Regions from separate parts of the Triticum aestivum genome. Here region 1 is linked to region 2. A link is a contact called in public Hi-C data. All regions are on one chromosome and are shown on one strand. Each heading gives the region's core, a stretch centred on a gene start, on an enhancer-like site or on the middle of the called end of the contact. The rest is flanking DNA. Distances are from core to core; before and after follow the strand shown. Region 1 holds the start of LOC123162439 (auxin response factor 17). Region 2 has its middle 140 kb from the start of LOC123162439.

What was found. Hi-C and Micro-C count contacts between places; a contact is called where the count stands out from the background.
Region 1: a Hi-C map of leaf shows a contact between it and region 2, with 5 times the contacts expected there. The contact joins the promoter of LOC123162439 here to the enhancer-like site in region 2. A contact is called at or near these places in 2 of 5 Hi-C or Micro-C datasets (both in leaf) and 1 of 1 datasets of contacts at active chromatin or transcription factors (leaf).

What each region holds. Positions count from the first base shown.
Region 1 is chr7B:630,784,409-630,791,447 of IWGSC CS RefSeq v2.1, reverse strand. LOC123162439 (auxin response factor 17) reads left to right here and starts at 3,111. Exons shown (of 14, transcript XM_044580216.1): 1 at 3,111-3,956; 2 at 4,611-4,729; 3 at 4,886-4,984; 4 at 5,078-5,134; 5 at 5,252-5,407; 6 at 5,517-5,601; 7 at 5,746-5,836; 8 at 5,965-6,129; 9 at 6,207-6,329; 10 at 6,469-6,544; 11 at 6,712-6,859; 12 at 6,970-7,039. The coding sequence starts at 3,896.
Region 2 is chr7B:630,645,519-630,652,853 of IWGSC CS RefSeq v2.1, reverse strand. No RefSeq gene overlaps it. Among protein-coding and RNA genes, the nearest start is that of LOC123162439, 140 kb to the left of the region's middle. Within about 2 kb of position 4,448, at least 6 of the 8 cell types and tissues checked have an H3K27ac peak or open chromatin away from gene starts, as enhancers often do. A contact at or near this core is called in leaf, where this site is marked.

The sequences.
Region 1 (7,039 bases), core at 1,862-4,361, 140 kb before region 2:
AACGACGAGCTGGGAAAAAAGTTGCCCAGCTCGGCGAACACGCGAACCAATTGTTCCCCCTGCTCCAGGTGTCCAGCGTCGCCGCGAATCATCCGGGCAGGACAATGGTGCCCGGTTATAACGATCTTGGAGATTACCCGCCCGACGATGCACATTTTGATATAATGGAGGTGGACGAACACAAATACGAGTACGGGAAGCCTCTCGTCAAAGATGAAAGATCTCTAACAACGATGATGCGAAGATTCCATGATTGGTATATGAAAACCTGCAGAGAGTCTGAGGGGAGTAATATTTTGACGCTGAGAGTTAGAGAGGAGCATGAACTCATTGGAATTGAACTGTTGAATGTTGCATTTGAGGAGTTCTTCGAGTTTTTAAATCTAAAGGCCCTCGATAAGTTAATGATCACTTGCTACTGCCTGTAAGTAGTACTACTTCTGTCATTAAGTCTCTCTATATAGGTCAGCTCTTTCATTGCATGTATTTTTAATTATCCTCACTATATTATGCAGATTGAAGATCGCCAAATTGAATAAAAGACAAATCGGTGATATTGGGTTCATTAACACAAATCTCATAGATGCATATATGGTTAAATTTCAGGCCAAAGATACCGAGGCCAAGCTGCTACAATCGTTTGTATTAAATCAAAACAAAGCTATAATATTCTTCCTTTATGAATTCCAGTGAGTGTTACTGTCTTGTGCATATTCGGTTTCCCATATTAGTCGAGGTTATAGTAATGTAATTGTTGAGTTATGCATGCGTGCGCAGGTTACACTATATTCTCCTAGAGATTAAGCTTGAGCAGGGACTAGTAACCGTCTTAGACTCGGGACGGAAAAATTCCAAGGAGTATGCGGACATGACTGCAATTGTAGAGAAGTAAGTTAAATCGATCATTATCGCACCATATCGGCAACTTCAATTTGTTCATTTCCTGATATCAAGTAATTCTTTTCTTTGTCTGGCAGGGTTTGGAATAAATTCACCTCAAAAACTCTGGGACTGCCGAAGAAGCTGTAATTTAGACACCCGAAAGTAAGTACTATAGTAGCATGTTCCACACATCTCCTAGTGATTCAAGCGCTAGTTTCATCAATACCATTTAGCATGCTTGCTAATTATCAGTTTGATCGACCTTTATTTCTTGTAAAGTGGTTGTGGCAGGAACAAGGGAATAATTACTGTGGATACTACATTTGCGAGTCCATCCGCCACACGACCTGTGAGCGGGGCTACTCCGACAAACAATATGAAGTGCGTAAATAATAATATTCACAATTTTATTTTATTACCATCATTTGTGTTCAGTTTTATTTATTCATATATATGTGTTGACCCCCTTCTTCAAATTAGATATTTTGGATGCGAGATGAACTCCTACCACCAGATCGTATGCGAGGAATTCAAGAGGAATTGGCGGCATTCTTTCTTGACCACGTGATCGCTAAAGACGGAGAATACCATGTGGACCCTAATCAGTTGGTTTTTAATTAGGAGATTATATTGTAAGAGATAATTATATTGTATATATGTAGCCAGTAGCGTCGGATAGATATACAAGAACTTGTTGTTCAACCAATCTCTCAGAGAAGGAGAGGTGGTCGATATCACTTCTCTCTGTATGCATATGTTCATGACGATCTTCTGTTTCCTTCATTTGCTTACTAGCTAGCGTGTCTAGTCCTCTCTATACGTATAGTACGTAGGTCGACCAAGCACGGAGATAAGAGAGGACACTTCTCTGTATTAATTAGCTAGCTAACACAATATATGGAACATCTAAATTAACCCCCTACCCCCCCCCCTTAAAAAAATAAAAACCCTAACACCTGAAATGCTGACGTGTGGATGCCTATTCGTCCCGGTTGGTGCCACCAACCGGGACCAAAGGGCCTCCTGCCTGGGCTCGCCGCACCGGCCACGTGGAGGCCCATTTGTCCCGGTTTGTGTAAGAACTGGGACTAAAGGTCAAGGGCATTAGTAACGACCTTTTAGTCCCGGTTCCAAAACCAGGACAAAAGGCCCTTAGGAACCGGGACAATTGGCCCTTTTTCTACTAGTGGATTTAGGGTGATGGAAATGTTCTCTTGTAACCCCATTCAAAGCAAACCTCAAGAAAAAACCCTATGTGATTCAATAGTACAAATCAAGTAACCAAGAATTGTACATTTTTTGGCCGGCTGAAAATCTTTACTCGTAAGGTGACAACCTAGAGTGTCCATTCCTTATGACAAATAATTGAGTAGTAACACATTTGGCTAATTTGAACTTATGTTCTTGAAATGTTCCACGAATTAACTAAAGCCACATGTTCTTTGGGTTCAGTTTTGTGATTCACTCTGTCCAGTTTGTTAAATTGTACATGTAATAAGTTATTGATATGGGCTGTTGATTCTATTATAAGCAGAATTTTAGTAGCACATTTGAGCAATTTCAACTTTCGATCCTGAAATGCCGTGCATTTTTGTCCCCCCCCCCCCCCCCCCCCCCCCGCGAAAGAAAAGTTTACAAATTTCAATGCAGATTAAAGATGGAGATTAAAACTTACCGCTTTAACAAGGAGGTTTAGATTGTTCTGATCTATTGTTTGATGCACCGGGAAAGGAATATAATTAGTTGGCCGTGAATGTACGAGAATACCCTTTTTAAGTATCTTTAAGATCCGTCCAAACTCTTAGGGGGTGTACCGAAGCGAAACTCATTTCGTCCATTTTCGGGATTCACGCGGCGCAACCTGGTCGATTTTTTTTTATAAAAAGAGGGACAAAAATTCCATGTAGTAACTGAAAACAGCAAAGCTGCTTTTTCATCAAATACAAACACCACCATTAATCCCTGTGCTTCCAGCAAGCAAGAAAAGCTACTATACACACACCACCATTAATTGAGTAGCCGCACTCCACTAGGGAGAAAACGTTCACATCACTCACACAGGCACATCGTCCATGCAACGCTCACTCCTCACTGCACATGCCACACATATTCCGGGGAGCATGAGCACACGCCTCATCAACACTGCTATAAAAATACCTGCTCCTGCACAACTGTACAAGTATACTTCTGCTACTACTCTACTTCCCAAGTCGCTTAGTAAAACGAACGAAAGGGCGTACGTACAGTACACGATTTTACTACCAGGGAGAGAGAGAGGGGGGCTGAGGAAAGCGGCCAGCACCACTCGTGGGGTTAAAACCCCAAGAACAGGTCCAGCGGCGGCAGCGGCCAGAGCCAGAACAAGCAAGCAGCCAGAGGAGGAAGAAGCAAGCAAGCCGAGCCCAAGAAAAGCAAAGCCGGACCGAGGCAAGCAAGCAACCAGCTGTAACCGCAGCTCCTGAGCTCTGAAGCAAGCAGGAAAGGAGGCGGCGGCGGAGCAGCGAGCATGCCCGTCTCCGGCGGCGGCGCTCGGATCTGCCGGGGGGCGCGGCGCTGAGCCGTCGGGAGCTCGCGGGCGCGAGATCCGACGGGGCGGCTCCTCGGATCGACCGTTTCCCGGCTCCGGCGGCCGTGACGGCGGCGGCCCCTGCGCATTCCGGCGCCCGGGGATCGCGGCTCCCGGCCGGCTTCTGCTGCCCTCGGAGGCGGCAACTTGGGCGGAACTCCCGCGGTGATTGCCCGGGGAGGAAGGAAGCGTGACTGCGCACGGCAAAAGGGGCTCGGCTCCCTTCCATTCCATTCCATTCCGTTCCCTGGCGAGTGAGTTGGCGAGGAGGAGCAGGAGGAGCCGGGAAAGCGACGGGTTTATTAGGGAAGGCGCTGCGATTTGGCCTGAAAAGGAGGAATCTTTCCTCCGCTCTCCCCTTCCTTCCCCGCCTCCGCGCACGCTCTTTTATTGCTGCCCCCCTCCATCAGATCGGTCTCTGATTGGCCTTTTTCATCGCAACAAAAAATGAGGCTCTCGTCGCCGGCGGGCGCCGTCCTCCCGGCCCAGGCGCCGGCGTCGCCGGAAGGTACGGTATTCTTCTGTCTCCTGCCCCGTCCGTGGGCTGCCGCCCATTACTGCTGCTGCCCTCGCTCTTCATTTATTCGCTGTCCGTGTGATTTGGAGTTTGTGGGACTAGCAGTACTACTTGGCTCTCGTTTGTGCTTGTGATTTTTCCTCGGAGGCTCTCTCCTCGGATTGATTATGACCGTGTGATCAGGCCGTCGTAGCCCAATGCGTCGAATTCGAGTCTGGAGTAATATTTGGATTTGTTAGGGGTTGTTGCAATTGATTACATGAAAATGCTTCTTGTGTGTTTTGGGGGTACTTTTATGCCTGCGAAATTGCAGTTCAGTACTAACTTCTTTGGAATGGGATTTCAGTTCTGCAATCTCGCCTATTTCCCATCCAATTTCCTGCTCTGCGTGTTAATTAGTTATTTTTTTACTGGAATAAATATGTGTATTTTCGTCTGAAAAATTGCTGATTTTCATGTAAGATGAAGAAGAAATTAATAACCTTAGGCCACTAATTAGAAGTTCATTTCGTTGCATGCCCACCTTCTTGAATAATCTTTAAGGCCAGCATATGAATTCAGAGCTGTTACAGCCCCTAGAGCCATCATTATCTGTTAAAAATCAGCACTGACAAGTCTTTTGCTCATATGATTATGTCATTACAGCTGCTGAGGAGCACAAGTGCCTGAATTCGGAGCTATGGCACGCCTGCGCCGGCCCGCTCGTCTCCTTGCCCGCGGTCGGCAGCAGGGTGGTGTACTTCCCACAGGGTCACAGCGAGCAGGTTGGTGCAGAATTCCACCTCCAGTGCAAGGAACTTTGCATGATCCTGAATCCTAACCTCCGTCGCCGAACAGAAAAAAATCTGGCTTAATTATCTCAGAAATCGTTTGCTTTCTTTGTCTATGTAGATTATTTACTGGGTGAATTTCTGTCTCAGGTAGCCGCATCGACGAATAAAGAGATCGAGTCTCAGATCCCCAACTACCCCAATTTGCCTCCACAGCTTATCTGCCAGCTGCACAATGTGACCATGCATGTAAGTGTGGAGATTTGGAGCACATATTTTTACCAGCTAAGTAATATCACTGCTATCTTTTTGTTTGATCATTGGTTTTATTATTACCTTCAGGCTGATGCGGAGACGGACGAGGTCTATGCGCAGATGACCTTGCAACCACTTAACCCGGTAATTCATATCACTCTTTTTGTGTGTGAAATTTTTTTCATATTTACCATGTCCTATGTGCAAGTTTTTTTTAACTCAGTATCCAAGAGAGTAACTTTAGCTTGCTTCTCTTTTCAGCAAGAGCTCAAAGATCCGTATCTACCTGCTGAATTAGGTACTGCAAACAAACAGCCAACGAATTATTTTTGCAAAACATTAACTGCGAGTGACACAAGCACGCATGGCGGCTTCTCTGTTCCCCGGCGAGCAGCTGAGAAAGTGTTTCCTCCGCTGGTCTGTGCTGCTCCTCTACACTTTCCAGCATGAATTTTGAGTTTACTTGGTTTCTTGGAGTGAACCAGACCATCAACTCTTCTTCTAACTTGCCTGTAACTTTTTGTAGGATTTCACCATGCAGCCTCCAGCACAGGAGTTGTTTGCAAAAGATCTTCATGGCAATGAGTGGAAATTCCGTCACATCTTTCGCGGTGAGTGTTCTCAGTCTCTGATGTCTTCTGAAAAAATGTGTCAGGGAACAATGTCAAGCATGATTCCATCTGTTTCTATTTTCCCCGGGTGAAGGTTTATTTTAAGACAACGAAGAACTTCACTCATAAGCTCTAGTTTTGCAGGTCAGCCAAAGCGGCATCTTCTCACAACAGGCTGGAGTGTCTTTGTAAGTGCAAAGAGACTCGTTGCTGGGGACTCTGTCCTATTTATCTGGTATGTTCATTCTTCCAACACTCGAGATGATATAACTGGCACCCCTCTCTCCTCGACGTCTATTCAAATTCTGGTATGTGCATGCAGATTCTCACTGGTCAAATTTGCGCATCTCCTTGAATTTTCAGGAATGACAACAATCAGCTTCTTCTGGGAATTCGCCGGGCAACTCGGCCACAAACTGTCATGCCATCTTCCGTCCTATCAAGTGATAGCATGCACATTGGTCTTCTTGCTGCAGCTGCTCATGCTGCCTCAACAAATAGCCGGTTTACAATCTTTTATAACCCAAGGTAAAAAAAGTGTATGCTTTCGTTTGTTCAGTGTTTTTCCTTCTGAATGCTTTAAGTTAAACCCTCTGTTTCTGCAGAGCTAGCCCTTGTGAGTTTGTTATACCACTTGCCAAGTATGTAAAAGCCGTGTATCATACCCGTATATCGGTGGGGATGCGTTTCAGGATGCTTTTTGAGACAGAAGAATCAAGTGTTCGGAGGTATGCTAAATTAAATTTTGATGTGCTTTTCATCTTTACTCTAAAAACATGTTGCAGCAATAAATGCTACTGTATTAACTATTAGCAGTCTTATCTAAAAATGTTTAATTGTCTAACCAGACCAATTCTTATTGTTCAGATACATGGGGACAATTACAGGAATTAGTGATCTTGATGCTGTCCGTTGGCCAAACTCACATTGGCGGTCTGTGAAGGTATATTTACGGGCTAACACTAATTATTGTATCCAGTCAAGTCTGTACATGAACATCGCCTGTTGTTTACCCATGTATTGTTTGATGAGATGCAAATTCCTATTGAGATTGCTTGGCATAACTTCACAGTTTAGCATGACAGAGAACTTTGTCTGTGAAAAATGCAGGTTGGCTGGGATGAATCAACTGCTGGAGAGAGGCAGCCAAGGGTGTCACTTTGGGAGATTGAACCCCTGACAACTTTCCCGATGTACCCTACTCCTTTTCCACTCAGACTGAAGCGACCATGGCCAACAGGCTTGCCTTCTCTGCATGGTATGATGGACAGCTGGTCTTTAACTAGCATTCGTAAATAGCTATGCTTGAATAATTGTGTAGTATGCTTTCAGTATGGAGTGTTATAAATTATCTATCTCTTTCTGTAGGTGGTAAGGATGATGACTTGACTTCCTCGCTCATGTGGCTTCGAGATAGTGCAAGCCCTGGTTTCCAGTC
Region 2 (7,335 bases), core at 3,199-5,698:
CGGGGGTCCGGGTCGGGGTGTCGGGGGTCGGGGTGTCGAGCCGGGGTGTCGGGGTGTCGGGGGTCGGGGTCGGGGTGTCGGGGTCGGGGTGGGTGTGTTGGGGGTCGGGGGTCGGGGTCGGGGTGTCGGGGTGGCGCGTCGGGGTCTTCTTCTTCTTCTTATTCTTTCTTCTTCTTTTCTTTCTGCTTCTCCCTCGTCATCTTCCTCCTCCTCCTCCTCCTCCTCCTCTTCTTTCTTTCGTCTTCTTCTTCTTCTTCTTCTTTCTTCTTCTCCTTTTTCCTCTTCTATATTGTTATATTTTTTAACTTTCTTCTTATTCTTCTTCCTTTTTTTCCTTTTTCCTCTTCTTCTACTTCTTCTTTTTTTCAACTTTCTTCTTCTAATAATAATCTAAACCTATATCTAGCACTAACCTAAACCAACCACTAACCTAAACCTATCAATAACCTAATTAAACCTAAATAGCAAAGAAAAATAGTAGAAAAAAACAAAAAAAATGCTGACCTTGGCTCCTCTCGATGGAGGATGGAGGGGGCGGCGCGGGCGCAGGGGCGGCGGCGAGCCTGGCTCCGGGGCGGCGGCGAGCCTGGCTCCGGGGCGGGGGGCGCGAGGCGGACGCACTGGCGGGGGGGCGCGAGGCAGACGCAGGCCTAGGGGCGAGCCTGCCTCCGGGGGCGGCGCGGGCGCAGGGGCGGCGGCGAGCCTAGCTCCAGGACGGGGGGCGAGGCGGACGCAGGGGGCCCATGGCGAACCTGGCTCCGGCGCGGGCACGGGACGCCGGGGTGGTGGCGGGTGGTGGGGGCGACGGGGCGAGGGGCGGTGGGGCCAGGGGGCGGTGGCGGGTGGCGGTGGTTGTCAGGGAGGAAAGGGGGACAGATCGAACAGAGAGAGATGGGCGGGGTGGGGCACCGTTAGTAACCTAAACGTTTGCCGTCCGCCCCACTTTGCCGTCCGCCACTTGCTCTTTGCCGTCCGCTAGCGGACGGCAAATAGGGGGGGGGCCGTTAAGTTTTTTAAACCAGCTCGTCGGTGGGGCCCCTCCCTCTTTGTCGTCCGCTAGCCGACGGCAAAGAACTGGCTGATGGCAAAGAAGTACTTTGCCATCAGCCAGTTCTTTGCCGTCCGCTTTTGGGTAGCTGATGGCAAAGAGCTTCTTTGTCGTCCGCTAGCAGACGGCAAAGAGCTGGCAGATGGCAAAGTAGCTGTTTCCAGTAGTGTAGGATGCTAGTTTATCATCATTGGCCCTACATTCTTGTCGGTCTGCCTTGCTATACTATCGGGCCGTGATCACTCGGGAGGTGATCACGGGTATATACTATACATATGTACATACTATACATATGATGACTAAAGTCGGGTTGGCTCGTTGAGTACCCGCAAGTGATTCGGATAAGGGGGCTGAAAGGACATGTGGCTCCATCCCGGTAGAGGTGGGCCTGGGTTCTCGACGGCCCCCGACTGTTACTTTGTGGCGGAGCGACAGGGCAGGTTGAGACCACCTAGGCGAGAGGTGGGTCTGGCCCTAATCGGCGTTCACGGTTGCTTCATAATAACACGCTTAACGAGATCTTGGTATTTGATCTGAGTCTGGCCACTGGCCTATACGCACTAACCAACTACATGGGAAAGATATGGGCACTCGACGTTGTGGTATCAGCCGAAGCCTTCGTGACGTCAGCGACTGAGCGGCGCGCGCCGGGTTGGACTGCGTTAACGCAACTTCCTTTGTAATGGAGGTTGCTAGGTCTGCTCACCTGCCGCCCATGCAACATGCATGTGTGCAATGGGCGATGGGCCCAGACCCCTGCGCGCATAGGATTTAGACCGGCGTGCTGACCTCTCTGTTGTGCCTAGGTGGGGCTGCGATGTGTTGATCTTCCGAGGCCGGGCATGACCCAGGAAAGTGTGTCCGGCCAAATGGGATCGAGCGTGTTGGGTTATGTGGTGCACCTCTGCAGGGAAGTTTATCTATTCGAATAGCCGTGTCCCTCGGTAAAAGGACGATCCGGAGTTGTACCTTGACCTTATGACAACTAGAACCGGATACTTAATAAAACACACCCAGACAAGTTTCACAGACAACCCGGTGATCGCTTTTCCACAGGGCGACGAGGGGAGGATCGCTGGGTAGGATTATGCTATGCGATGCTACTTGGAGGACTTAAATCTATTCTCTTCTACATGCTGCAAGACGGAGGCTGCCAGAAGTGTAGTCTTCGATAGGACTAGCTATCCCCCTCTTATTCTTGCATTCTGCAGTTCAGTCCACCGATATTGCCTTTTTACACATATACCCATGCATATGCAGTGTAGATCCTTGCTTGCGAGTACTTTGGATGAGTACTCACGGTTGCTTTCCTCCCCCTTTCCCCTTTTCCTCTTCTTCCTGGTTGTCGCAACCAGATGCCGGAGCCCAGGAGCCAGACGCCACCGCCGACGACGACTACTACACTGGAGGTGCCTACTACTACGTGCAGACTGCTGACGACGACCAGGAGTAGTTAGGAGGATCCCAGGCAGGAGGCCTGCGCCTCTTTCGATCTGCATCCTAGTTTGTGCTAGCCTTCTTAAGGCAAACTTATTTAACTTATGTCTGTACTCAGATATTGTTGCTTCCGCTGACTCGTCTATGATCGAGCACTTGTATTCGAGCCCTCGAGGCCCCTGGCTTGTATTATGATGCTTGTATGACTTATTTATGTTTTTAGAGTTGTGTTGTGATATCTTCCCATGAGTCCTTGATCTTGATCATAGACATTTGCGTGCATGATTAGTGTACGATTGAATCGGGGGCGTCACATATCTTGAGCACGTGGCCCTCTCAAGTACTCAGGGTCAATCACAACAATCACAACTTTGCAGAAATTGTACATGGAATCTAGGCATATAGACTCACTCATACGGACGTACTCATCAATGAGATCATCAGGCACTCCGTATGCAAGCATCCGGATGCCTGCAGTGCATTTTCTGATAAGATGAGAAGCCAATCTTGTTAAGGGCATCCTCTTTGCACTCGAAATAATTATCGTATCCGACTACCCCCCTCTCTAATACGGTTGAAAAGATGCATACCTATATGGAAAGGTTGCCGAAATTTCTGATGTTTGAACAGCGGGTTGGTTGTGTCAAAATAGTCCTTGCAAAGAAGGAAATGGCTGCTCTCTCGGTTGCGACTCAACGTCGGAAGGTGCCCCGTGATCAAGCCCCGGAACAAAGGCCGATGCCTATTAAGGTGGTCATGGACCAACACGGCAGCCAAAATCTCCTCCTTATCATCGAACGAGGAATCGTCGGAGTCGCACAGAAAATTGTGAAAAAAGAACTCGTTGTGGAGTCCATTTTGTACCTTCGCAAACTGTCGAACAACTTGTGGGCGTGGACGAAGAAGCTGGCCGGCGAAGAGACGCGCGCCTTCCTTGGACCAGGTGGCTGGCCTGGCGACGTCTGACAAGTGTGCCGACGTCAGGACATCGGGCGATGTCGGGCGGTGAGGCGGCTTCCTGACAGCGGCGACGTTGGAGTAGGGGGGGGGAGCTTTGGTGCCCCGACGGTGATGTGGGAGGTGGCGGTGACGGGCTGTTGACAGAGGCACCGAAAATGGGCGACGGCGGCGACGAGGTGGGACGGGTGAGGGTTGTTGTCGATATGGATGAAAAAGGATGGCCAATGTGCCACCGACTAGTGGGCCAGGGAAAGAAGTTGGCGCGCAAGCAAATCAGGCTCAAAATTAGGCCGGAAATGATGAAAAACCGACGCATGTCTTTTTTGTCCGCACTGGTTTAAACGGGCGCGAGCAGATGAAATGGGTAGGCGCGCTGAGTTGCTCTTAGAGGCGACGGCAACTGTTCTTTCATGTGTCTCGTCTCCGCTTTTCTGACTGAGAGATGGGGTGCATGTTGACTGTCGATACGATACGCGGTGCAGGTGTATATGCTCTTTCATGGCGTAAACTGCCGGTAGTGCTATCCTCTAGGGCGTTTATTTTTCTCCTGCCGATCGGGCCTCTCCTTTCGACGTGTACCAGCCTTATCTGTGTAGTATATTTTGCGCTCATGCGCCCATGCCGGCCATGCATAGCGCACATTGATCGTTCCTTGGGCACTGCGTTCCTGCTTCCGTGCTTCGACTGGTGTCTTTGCAGGCTCAGGCTGGCCGGAGATCTTTGGACCCATGCATGCGTCTCAGCCGAGCCCGCCTGCATGATGCAGTGTGCCACGGAAGTTAAGGCACATGTGCATCAACAGTTCAACTGTTGCTCTATCGAGGAAGAAAGTTACGTTTATGATCATACCACACACTGTTGCTCCATGACAGTACGCTTCTCTCTCTCTTTTGGTTTCTTCTTCTAATGTGAGATACTCGTACGCGTACACGTAGATATGGAGGGCCAGAAGAGATGGCTAGCTGCAGAGTGCATGCAGGGTATGGACATCTCTGTCAGCATATGGCCTACCGCGCCCCCGTGGGGCTGTGTCTGGTGGTGATGCCGATGGTCAGTGGTGATGTGCCTCTGCATGCATGTTTCGTTGTGCCCGCCCATGCGTGTGCAAGCTAGTGGAACTGGGAGCTGGCTAGCCAGCCAAGTTGAGCTACGCAGCTGGCGGGTTGCGCCAAAGATTATCTTCAGGTTCAGATTCAGATTCAGGGGTGTGTGCAATGTGCTTCACTTGGACCAGTCAAAGTGCATGCATATAGCACAAGCGCAGATCCCTAGCTAACTCCATCCGTGGATATTTCGATGGCCAGCCAAACTCCAGCAACAACTTGCCATGGCACATTTTTCTGTGCATGTGTACTGGCATGGCATCAACGAATCGGATCGGATCTCCTTCCTTTTAAGTTTGCATTTCCTTTGTCCCCTTTCCATTTTATATCAAAATGACCACACAAATAAGCCTTTTTTTCTTCATTCCACGCAAAAAAAGAAAACAAAGCCGTCTTTTATGTGCGCCCTGAATTATCACGTGTGCCTCATCTTTGATCTTGAAAAAGAAATACTTGAAAAATGGCGGTTAGTAACTTTGTTTTTAAGAAAGGGTGTAACTATAAACTACTCCCTTCATCCCATAATATAAGAGCGTTTTTTACACTAGTGTAGTGTCAAAAGCGCTCTTATATTATGGGACGGAGGGAGTATTATGTATTACATATGTTTAGGAATGCCAATGCTCTTTTGTGTTTTTTCCGTTTTTCAAGTGCTCATATATACGCACATACCTTCATCTCTATGAATGCATACACGCACCCTATCCCTATGAGCACTTTCGAGAGACTGAACCGGCATATCATCTTGAGATTTTATGAAGTCACCATAAGCGCCTCGTAATCGACGGGAACGTCTATTTCCACTGAACGCGCATCGTCGGAATTTCTGAAATAAATCCAGGATAAATGAGAGCACAAGAAGTTGAACCCTGGTAGGCTGGGGATACCACTGTCCACCTAAACATCCACATCCGATCATAGGTTGGTTTGCTGTTTTTTCCTTTGTTGTGGCTAGCGAATGTGTGAAGCCCACTTTTTTTTTATATAACCACGCATTATATTAAATATATATAGTACAATCAGTACAAACACACATGGAGACTACTAGACAAATTGGACGAAGACATGTGTCTCAAAAATTATTCCAACTGCACACTTTTGCTGTTCCAACTGCACATGAGGGTCATATCTTTTCGGAGGCATTTGCTCAAAAATATACTTTTAGGAGGCAAAGAGTTCTCTCTCGTTCTGTAGCACATATGCGGTATTTGGCGTATGCAGCACTGCGAGCTGGGCCGGCCCATCTACCTTTTTTCTGTTTTTCAAAACGAAAAAGAAGTGGAAACTGTGACTCTAAACGGTGACTTCCTGCTACAAACTACAACGCACCAACCACTCCACCAATAAACCTCACGTGGCTACACTCATCTTTGCATTCTTTTTATCTTTCCTCTTTGCTTCTCCTTCCTTTCTTCTTTTTTTTTCATCCTAGTTCGCGTACTTTTTGTTAAAATGGATGAACTTTTTAAAATTTGTGGACTTGTTTTTAAATTAGATGATTCTTTTTATAAAATTGTTAATTTGTTTTTCAAATTTTATGAGTTTTTTTTCGATTTCAATAACTTTTTCCAAATCGATGAACTTTCTTCAAAATTGACGAGCTTTTTTCAATATCAGTGAACTATTTTTCATCTTTAATGAACTTTTTTCAAAATTGATGAATTTTTTGTTCAAAATCGGTGAACTTTTTTAAAAATTGATGTTCTCCTTTTCAAATTTGTGATCTTTTTTCGAAATTTCATGAACTTTATCCTAAAATTTGTGAACTTTTCCAAATTCATGAAATTTTCTCAAATTCACGATCTTCTTTAGTTTGTACGCACCTTTTTCAATTTTATGAACTATCTTCAAATTCATGTTTTTTATATTGTGCATTCATTTTATCATAAAATAATATGCATAATAGGCTGGATATATAATAAGGGTGGTTTGTCCTCAGAATGAACAACTAAGGAAGTATGGCCTAGTGGCTGTGTTTGAAGGTTCTACTTCAGGCGGTCCGAGATAAAATCCTGGGTCGACCAGTTTTTTTTGCGATAGGCGCTCTGCGCTACGTTTCCTGGGCCGGCCCACTACTCGAGGCGTGTGAAGCGCCAGTAATCGCTACCGGCGCCTGCAGGCGGGAGCTCCTAGTTGGCGCTTCAGGCGCCAGCTAACGGAGCTGGCGCTCACAGCCGCCGAATCATGGGCCGGCCCATGTGGCGACCACGCCCAGTCGCTGGCTAACCTCGCCCCGCCTGGTCCCTGGCTCGATCGAGAGCCTCGAGGGCTGTTCGTACGGTCGCGGTTGACCAGTTGACTGACTGGTCAATCGTTGACTTTAAAAAAAAGATAAAAACGTAAAACAAAAAAATCACAAAAAAAGAAAAAAAAATCAAGATTTTAAAAAAGTTCACAAATTTGGAAACCTACATCCATTTTTTAAATCATCAAATTTGGAAAAAAGTTCACAAAAATTGAAAAAAGTTCATCAAATTGGGAAAGAGTTCATCAATTTTGAAATAAGTTCACCGAATTTAAAAAAAATCATCAATTTTGCAAAACAGTTCATCAATTTCGAAAAGGAGCTCATCAATTTTGAAAAAAAGTTCATTGATTTTGAAAAAAGTTCATCAATTTTGAAAAACAGTTTATCGATTTTGAAAAAGAGTTCATCCATTTTGAAAAAAAGTTCATGGATTGTGAAAAGAGTTCATTAGTTTTGAAAAAGAGTTCATCAATTTAGAAAAAAATTCATCGATTTAGAAAAAAGTTCATCGATCTTGAAAAAGAGTTCATCGATTGTGA